Linked DNA regions of Mus musculus: region 1 is linked to region 2. A link is a contact called in public promoter capture Hi-C data. All regions are on one chromosome and are shown on one strand. The core of a region is the stretch at or near the end of the contact, and the rest is flanking DNA. Distances in the headings are between cores, read along the strand shown.

The links. Capture Hi-C pulls out chosen DNA fragments and counts their contacts.
Region 1: a promoter capture Hi-C map of adipose tissue shows a contact between it and region 2. The contact joins the promoter of Clec4a2 here to the promoter of C3ar1 in region 2. A contact is called at or near these places in 1 of 39 promoter capture datasets (macrophages), 1 of 115 datasets of contacts at active chromatin or transcription factors (bone marrow-derived macrophages) and 2 of 9 other capture datasets (adipose tissue and liver).

The regions. Positions count from the first base shown.
Region 1 is chr6:123,121,435-123,125,696 of GRCm38.p6, forward strand. It overlaps Clec4a2 (C-type lectin domain family 4, member a2), which reads left to right and starts at 1,882. Exons shown (of 6, transcript NM_011999.4): 1 at 1,882-2,235; 2 at 3,536-3,652. The coding sequence starts at 2,154.
Region 2 is chr6:122,854,086-122,858,369 of GRCm38.p6, forward strand. It overlaps C3ar1 (complement component 3a receptor 1), which reads right to left and starts at 2,072. Exons shown (of 2, transcript NM_009779.2): 1 at 1,899-2,072.

The DNA.
Region 1 (4,262 bases), core at 632-3,131, 270 kb after region 2:
TGTTACATTTTGGGTTCACCTTTTCCCACCATTTATCTCTGCTCCTCATCATTTCACCCCCATATAACTAGATAGGAGAAAGAGGAGAGATAGAAAGAAGAGAAAGATAGAGATCCTTGAATCTAATCTCTTGCTTGTTTCTTCTTTGAGCATGACTACTAATAATCTGAAAACCCCTCCCCCTCACAACCACTAACCACCAATTCTGCCTATCGGGGCTCTAGAATTTATATACTCTCTGAAAATTTCCCAGGATTCCAAACATGACACAATTGCAGAAACTTTCTGAAACTGGAATAAGCACACCGCCACCAGATCATGAGGTTAATTATCGTCAGCTGCTGTGGGAAGTCTGAAACAAGCACAGGTTGCTGCACCTGAGATTCAGAATGAAAATATATTCTTATATTTCTATGTTTTTTAAAAGAAGTAAAAATTTCAAAATTCTCACCACAAGCTTCCTTGCAGAGGGTAGACCAGGCATGGGTAAAGAGTGTGCATGGTGGAAAACTCACTGTGGGACGTTACTGTCTATTAAGGTAACGAGAATATCCATGCCTGGTTGTGGATGGCCTGACATTGGGTGTTAGCAGTCAAGTAGGATGAGGAGTGTATCTATGCACAGAAGGCAGAAATGGTGTCACTTTCAGAGAATCGTGAGGTGAGAATGCTGTCTGCTTGGTGGGATATCTCTGTGTCGCTGCTTGGTACCTTCCAGGGTGTTGAGAGTTTCTGCCCATCAAGGTGACCTTGGTGGTGTGCTAAAACCCAGGGAGGCTGAGTGGAGTCTTCCCAGAGATCAGCACCAGGAATGAGAGCACATCCAGCTTAGGGGACATAGGCTTGACCTGAGGTTTGGAGTCCACCCAGAAAGTACAGGCCTCTAAGTGAAGTGTGAGCAACATTGTGGGAAAGAGATGGGAGCATCCAAGAGATTATCACTTGGGAGTTTGAGATAGAGATAATGAGCATAGATTTGTTTTTACTCATAGATGTAGATTAGAAATGCCAAATTTTGGAAATAAAACGAAACCTGTGGCTTTACATTAAAATGGGGGTAATAGTGTTAACCCATGGTTTTCAGCATGTTTGGATATAAAAGCAAAAGAAAACCAGTAAATACAAACTCTCTCTCTCTCTCTCTGTGTGTCTTATGCATGCACATGTTGTTTGATTGTTATGTGTAGTGTAACATGGAAGTAGCTAGAGGAGATTCAAAGAAGGGAAGTCTTTGGAAGAACTGAAGGCTGAGCATGTGGCTGTGAGCTGGAAGATGTCTGTGGGAGTGACTCAAATGATTCCATCTCCAGCAGCTCAAGTAAGTGTCCCCTCTTGTACTCTGTGATCCATTTTATTCTCTCAACTATTCCCAACAGTGCAGTGAACATTTAAAGCATGAGCTGAGGAGGGCTGGGAGTAAGGGAAGAGAGGCACAAGGAGAGGAGAGAGTCCAACCACTGCTACTATCCAGAGCTGTTTCAGGAGCTCTGGGCATGTCCAGTAGCAAAGTGAGTGGAGAGTCCCCATGCAGGTAGTTATGAATCTATGGCAGGAGGCAGAGTGCTCAGAGGAGCAACTTCAGAAGAAACAGAATGTGAACTTTGCCTTCCCCACACTGGTGGCAGCTGAGAAAAAAGTGGGAATCCACACAATGGTGAGGGCTAATGGTCCACTACAATGTGGTATCAAAATTTTCCTGTTCAGTCAAAATCATCGTTGTGCCTTAAGAGTTTGCTTATGTTGTCTGGTTTTCCAGAAACCACATTTGCATATAGAAGTGAGTGAATTTATGTGTGCTGCAGAGTGTTTTACAACAGGGTTCTCTAATAGCATGGTTCCTCTTTCTCCTCCTTCCTCTTTCTTTCCTTCCCCCTTTGAGTTCCCACTTTGCAGTACTTGCATATCTTGCTGAGTGGGTTTGAGGGCTACAATTCTTATTTTCTTATGTTAAGAGGTTGCATTTCCCTTATCTCGCCCTGGTGATTCTATGCTGTGGTTTCTTGTTCTCATCTCGTTTATCCTAGTGAGACATGTCTCTTCTTTCATACAACTGTGCAATATGACAACTTATCACAGTGATTGGTTCTCATATACTATAGAGCCTTAGAGAAGGAACAAGGCTCTCTTCTGACGGAGGAAGATTTTTTCTTGATATGGCTTCAGAAATCACTTATGCAGAAGTGAAGTTCAAGAATGAATCCAACTCCTTGCACACCTACTCAGAATCTCCTGCAGGTAAAACAAAACAGAAATCCCTGTCTGTACTTAATGTAGATGGGAGGATAAAGGAAATGTCATTCTCAAAGTTAGGTGGTATTTGTGAATGATTTTTTGAGTGCTCCCATCTGGTATTTTACTGGAGTCTCAGCTGTTTAACTGTAAATTGACTTGAAGAGCTGTAGAGTTGTATAGTGGGAAGGAAAAGCTTTCTTGGCATGGTTTTTTTCTTGTTATTTACAAAAACTATACCTTGAATCTTGCTGTATTTCCTGCTCTATATAAATGAACATAAATGCATATATTTTTCTGAAAATTAAATCATATTGTTTAATAGTGAGCTCTCCCCTCTACGCTTGACAGAATTTTGTAACTTCATGAAAACTGTTTCAGTGTTTGGAGCTTTTATCCTGAAGGAACTTTTTTTTTTCTTTTATACGATAGATCAGAGCAAAACCTCTCACTTAATAGGCAGTTGCTCCGCTAAAGTTTCCAGCCATTTGAGAGTGGTTATCAGACTGACATTATGCTCAAGAGGTGGACTATGATTAGAAATATTTATCTCTTATTATATATTTGTCTTTAATATTTGGATAGTCTGGAAGTGATTTAAATATACAGTACTGCAACCACAGTAAAGAACACTATGAAAGTACAGTGACCTGAAAATATATTTATAATACTGATGCAAAGAAAAGTTGTAGGGCAGGTGGCAATGTTTATGTTGTGTTATCATGTGAGAAACATATTATATATACGTACTTTAACACTTGCTAAAAGGTTCACATGTGCTCTAATTCCAGCATTCATGAAGCAGAGGCAGGAGGATCACTGGAGATTTGAAGCCAGTCTTGTCTACATAATGAGTTGTAGACCATCCAAGACTACATAGAGAGACACTAGCTTCTTATACCTTTCATCACCAAAAACAAACAAACAAACAAACAAACAAACAAACAAATGAATGAACAAACAAGCCAAAACAAAAACAAACCCAACCCCCAAAACCACACACAAAGAAACAAAACACTCTATGAAAAACATTAATAAAGTATTTTTGTAATATATATTTACATATATTTGTATAAATGTGTACATGTAAGTATACACACATATATGTATTCAAAGTATTTTTTCAAATCTCAAAATATTAATACCGGTTACTTCAACAGTATAAGTCTGTGCATTTTTTATTGTTTTAAATGTTTCTGCTATTAGTAACTATGTGTCATGGAGGAAAATGAAGAAGAGGAGGGTGGAAAAGAAGAAACAAAGATAAAACTTACTTCTCACGAAATGAATGTGCTTCTCCTTCTAGCTCCCAGAGAGAAACCTATCCGTGATCTAAGAAAGCCTGGTTCCCCCTCACTGCTTCTTACATCCCTGATGCTACTTCTCCTGCTGCTGGCAATCACATTCTTAGTTGCTTTTATCAGTAAGTATCCTGCACACATCAATGGACCATGTCTGCCTTAGATGAAGAGAGGTTCCACTCTAGCAGTTGGCATTTAATGGAAATATGAAGAAGAAATATTCTTCATGGAAAATTAATACAAGGGATTCTATTGTGACTTCCCCTTTGTCCTTAAATTTAATTATTGGGGAAAAATGGAGTCCACTCTCAGTATAGAAACTAAATCACACTCGTGAGTGTCTGTGTGGGGCTGTCTTTATTAGACTGGGAGGTCAAATCTACATTTTCTCATTGGCAGCAAGGTGTCAAACTGTATGTGTATAGGGCTCCTTCATCTAATGTGAGCTTGTAGACAAGAAAGAGCTAGGAAGAAATTGTCCAAGAAGAGTTCTTCAGCTAATTCCTAGCTGCTTCTGTCTTGTCCAGTATTATGAGAAATCTAAAAGCAACCTGAGCAAATGGGTGGATTTCTGTTCATCAAAGATTTGAGAATGTATGAAAAATTTAAAAAAATGCATGAAAAGTCACATATTTAGGATGCTTTACTCATTTATTTGCACACTCAGAATAAAGTAATAGTAATAATATAGTAATAGCACACATTAATGTATTACAGATGATGTATCAGACC
Region 2 (4,284 bases), core at 822-3,321:
TTTTTCCCATATGGCTTCTTAATTCCTATGCTGTCTCTTCTAAATTTCTCTCTTGATTTTAAATTCCCAAACATTACTGGATGTAGTAACAGTTTATATCTTTAAAAATGATTAATTTTCATTTTATGTGTGTTGCTGTTTTGCTTGCATGCGTGTCTGTGGGATGGTGTCAGATTTCCTGGAACTGGAGTTACAGACAGTTGTGAGCTGCCATGTAGGTGCTGGGACTTGAACCCTGGTAGAGCAGGGTTCTGGAAGCGCAGCCACTGCTCCCAACCACCGATCATCTCTTCAGCCTCCTCCATTTTTATTTATTTGATTTGATTTGATTTTTTGGTTTGCTTGTTTTTAAATGGAAGCTGGGACATTTGGAAGCGATTCTGCTGAACTTGACAAAAGTTTGTGACAAGTCTTATGCGGTAAGCAGAAGTTAGGATAACAACAGAATAAGAAGAAAAGGAGAAACGATACCCACTCTGGTCTCTGTCTTTTTCAAGTCCTACCATTCCCTTATGTGAACGGCAAGAACTCGGATCTAGTGTCCCATTCCAACCTCAATGCGTACCATCCTAAGATGCTGAGAGCAAAGCCCACCCAGAGACTGCTAGGAACAGAGCAACCCACAGACATCCCTCGCTGTGCAGCTTTTGATGCTGAGATTCTGGAGATGACGTGGCTTTCACGTGACCGCAGCCGGGGAGAGCCCCAGCTACTCACCTAATAACGCCTAGGTTACTGTTCTTTTTTACTGCAGGGATCACATGACTGAGAAACTGTGGTCTCGATAATAAAGTGGACATAGCGATTTAAAATAACAGAAGTTGAAAGGAAAACATTCCAATGTAAGAGCAACTGAGTTCCGTGCTGTGAGGAATAGTTTAAATATCACAAATGATCTTCCTTGAAAGCTCACACCCTAAAAGTCATCCAGGACAAGACCACATTACATTTCCCCAAGTTCTGAGCAACCCCCCCCCAAAACCAAACCAAACAAAAACCCTCTATGTTTAAGTTTTTTATAAAGATTTCAGGATTGAGTTGGCCAGAGTAATTAAAAAAAAACCTGAAACTAAAATGTATTTATGATGAGTAAAAATTAGATTTAAATATCAAATAATAATTATGGAATGATAGAACCAGCTATTTTGATAAGGAATAGCTCAAAGAACGGGAGAGTTACAGAGAGCAACAGAAGAAGAATCCACATATGGGCATATATATATGTGTGTGTGTGTGTGTGTGTGTGTGTGTATATATACATAAAAATAAATGTGTGTACATGTGATCAATGATTACAGAAGCAAAACTAAGGGAAGAAAACATGATCTATAATCTAGGGGAATAAATAACATAAATTCATTATTATTTTCAGAATGAAAATATTAAAAGCCAAGATAAATAGAATGTATAGTATTTACATAAAAATAAAAGTAGACATGGAGATAAGACAGGAGAAATAAAAATTTGGGAAAGTTGGGAGGCAGAGACAGGCGGATTTCTGAGTTCAAGGCCAGCCTGGTCTACAAAGTGAGTTCCAGGATAGTCAGGGCTACACAGAGAAACCCTGTCTCGAAAAACAAAAACAAAACAAAACAAAACAAAACAAAACAAAACAAAACAAAACAAAACAAAACAAAAGTTAGGGAAAGAACCAGATATGATTGTGTACAACTTTAATCGCAGGAGAAGGAGATATAGCTCTGTGAGTTTAAGGCTAGCCCAGTCTATGTAGTGAGTTCCCAACCATCCAAGGCTCTATGTAAGACTCTCAAAAAAAAAAAAAAAAAGTTTTAGGGAAAAGAATAGAAGGAAACAGAAGATAAGGAACTTGAAGCCATTGTACATAATCAGCAGGCTAAACCAAGCATGAACTATAAGGCTCATCTATGTTTTCTTACCAAGCACACTGAGATGGAATCCAAAGGCTCCAGGACTGATGATCTGCGAGCCACCAACAAATCCTGTCTGGTCCAGCCAAAATGAAGTAGTGAAGTGCATTGGACGAGTTGCTGAGCACTGACTTTTCCCTGGGTAAAGGGAACTCAGGATCATGACTGCTATCTGACTGCACAGGAAGGGCCTTTCCATGAGTCACCTCTTAAACTTAGCCGGCGTAGATAAGAAAAGCAGAAGGACAGAGGAGGGCGGGTGGAGGAGGCCGATCAGGACACAGATATTTCCTGCAGGAACCTGTCACCTTAGCTACGAGATGCTGAGATGCAGGCAGGCAGAAATTTGAGGCTTGTCTGTGCTACAGAGTGAGGTTTTATTTTTTTCCCTTTAAATTTGCTTTATTTTATCTTTATATCAGTATGTGTGTGCCATATATGGTTGCTCACAGAGGCCAAGAAAGGATGCTAGATTTCTTGGAACTGGAACCTAATGTGGGTGCTGGGATCTGTTTTTAACCTCCGAGCCATCTCTCCAGTCCCATAGAATGGGGTATTTAAAAGATCTATTGATTTTCTTTTATGTGTAGGAGTTCTTCCCCCCCCCCCCATTTGTGTGTACATATATTTGTGCCTGCTACCTATGGAGGCCAGAAAAGGGCATGGGGGGGGGGGTCCCTGGAATTGAAGTTATAGATTTGCCAGTCACTCATTTGGTGCTGGGAACTCAACTATTAAGCCATTTTTCCAGCCTCTACAGAGTGATTTTAAGACCAACTTGAGAAAGTTAGCAAGACCTTATCTCAAGACAAAAAAGTAATAAAAGATCTAGGGATATAGATTGTGGGTGAGCACTTGTCTGCTATGTCCTAGGTCTTGTGGTTAATCCCCAGGTCAGGAAAAAACTGTGTGTGTGTGTGTGTGACGACGGGAGATGGCTATGATCAAGTTAGGTTGAATGCATATGTACTTGTTAAAGAACAAATAACACATTTAAGAACAACAACAAAAAGATGGCTGAGTTGGGAGGTGTAGCATAAATTTTTTGCAACCTACTTTTAATTATAAGGTTCATTCTCTTCTCTAACCTACCACCCAGCAGAGAGAGTGGAAGAAAAGTTATTAGAATATGGTGGAAGTGGGCCTGTTCAGCAATAGTTCTTTGGGGGGGGGTGGGCGCAATCCCCGTCTTCTTTCTCAGCAGTTCAGTCCCATAGCAAACACCAAATACAACTCAGCAGTTGTAGACCAGTCCTATAGGCAGGCAGATGCCACACATGAGCTAGCAGCTTCAATCCAGTCCTCTCCACCAGCAGACACCGGGCATGAATGCCAACTGGTCTGAGGCAAGGCTGCTAAAGTGGCAAGCAGCTGCAGGAACCGAAGTCCTTGGGTGAGTTTCTCTCAATGGCTGCATTACCACGAGTTGAGCTCAACCACGCTATATAAGGTGAATGAAGAATGGGGAGACAGAGCAAACCAAACCAAGGCTCAGTGCTCATGCCCCACTGTCTGTGGAGTCATATTTACATTCTTTCCTCAAGTGTCCTTTCACGTGTCTGCTATATCAAAACTTCCTTTCACCGTCGTCTGCTTCAGGAAAACATTTTCTCACATGTTTAGTTTAGCAAGACATCCTTTCACCTGTGCACCCCAGCAAAACATCATTTGACAGAACTAACTTTCCAAAGAAACTAGAGATTTCCGCTTAAGGGGGTTTTGAGGAGGAATGCTGTAAAAATACATTTAATTAATCTCAAATGGTATTGCTCTATGTTTGATACATGGATAAACTGTGCTATGCCAAAATGAGAATAAGTTAACTGTGTTCTAATTTCTGACGATACACACAAACACACACCCTGCAACACAAACATACTTTGTATATAAATAGAAATAAAATGGAACACAATGGATATAGATGTGTTCACTTATGGGAATCTAGGAAGAAAGTTCGAAGGAAGTAGTTCCAGAGAAGTGAGCCATAAACAAGCCCCTAAGTGATTACAAGGCTTGAGGCTCTGGATGGAGCAAGCTGTGCTCAGGGCTAGGGTGGGAGATAGTGTGACCCAGGAGATAGGCTCCTGACCCTAGCCTGCAGCCCTGGGGCTGCATTTCATCAGGTGAAGGAGAGGCCCTACAGGCATTCCTAAAGTAAAGAATTCTCTCAGGTCAACCAGGCAGGTCACCCACATCTGTAAGACCGGCACTGGGATGCTGAGGCAGGAGGATCACCGGTTCCAAGCAGCCGGAGCTACAAAATGAGATACTTATTCAAGCAAACAAAGAAACAGATAGACTTGTCCTTTCGTTCGCTTACACACACATACATACATGCATGCATACATACATACATACATACATACATATATACAAATAAAGCTTATTTTTTGTC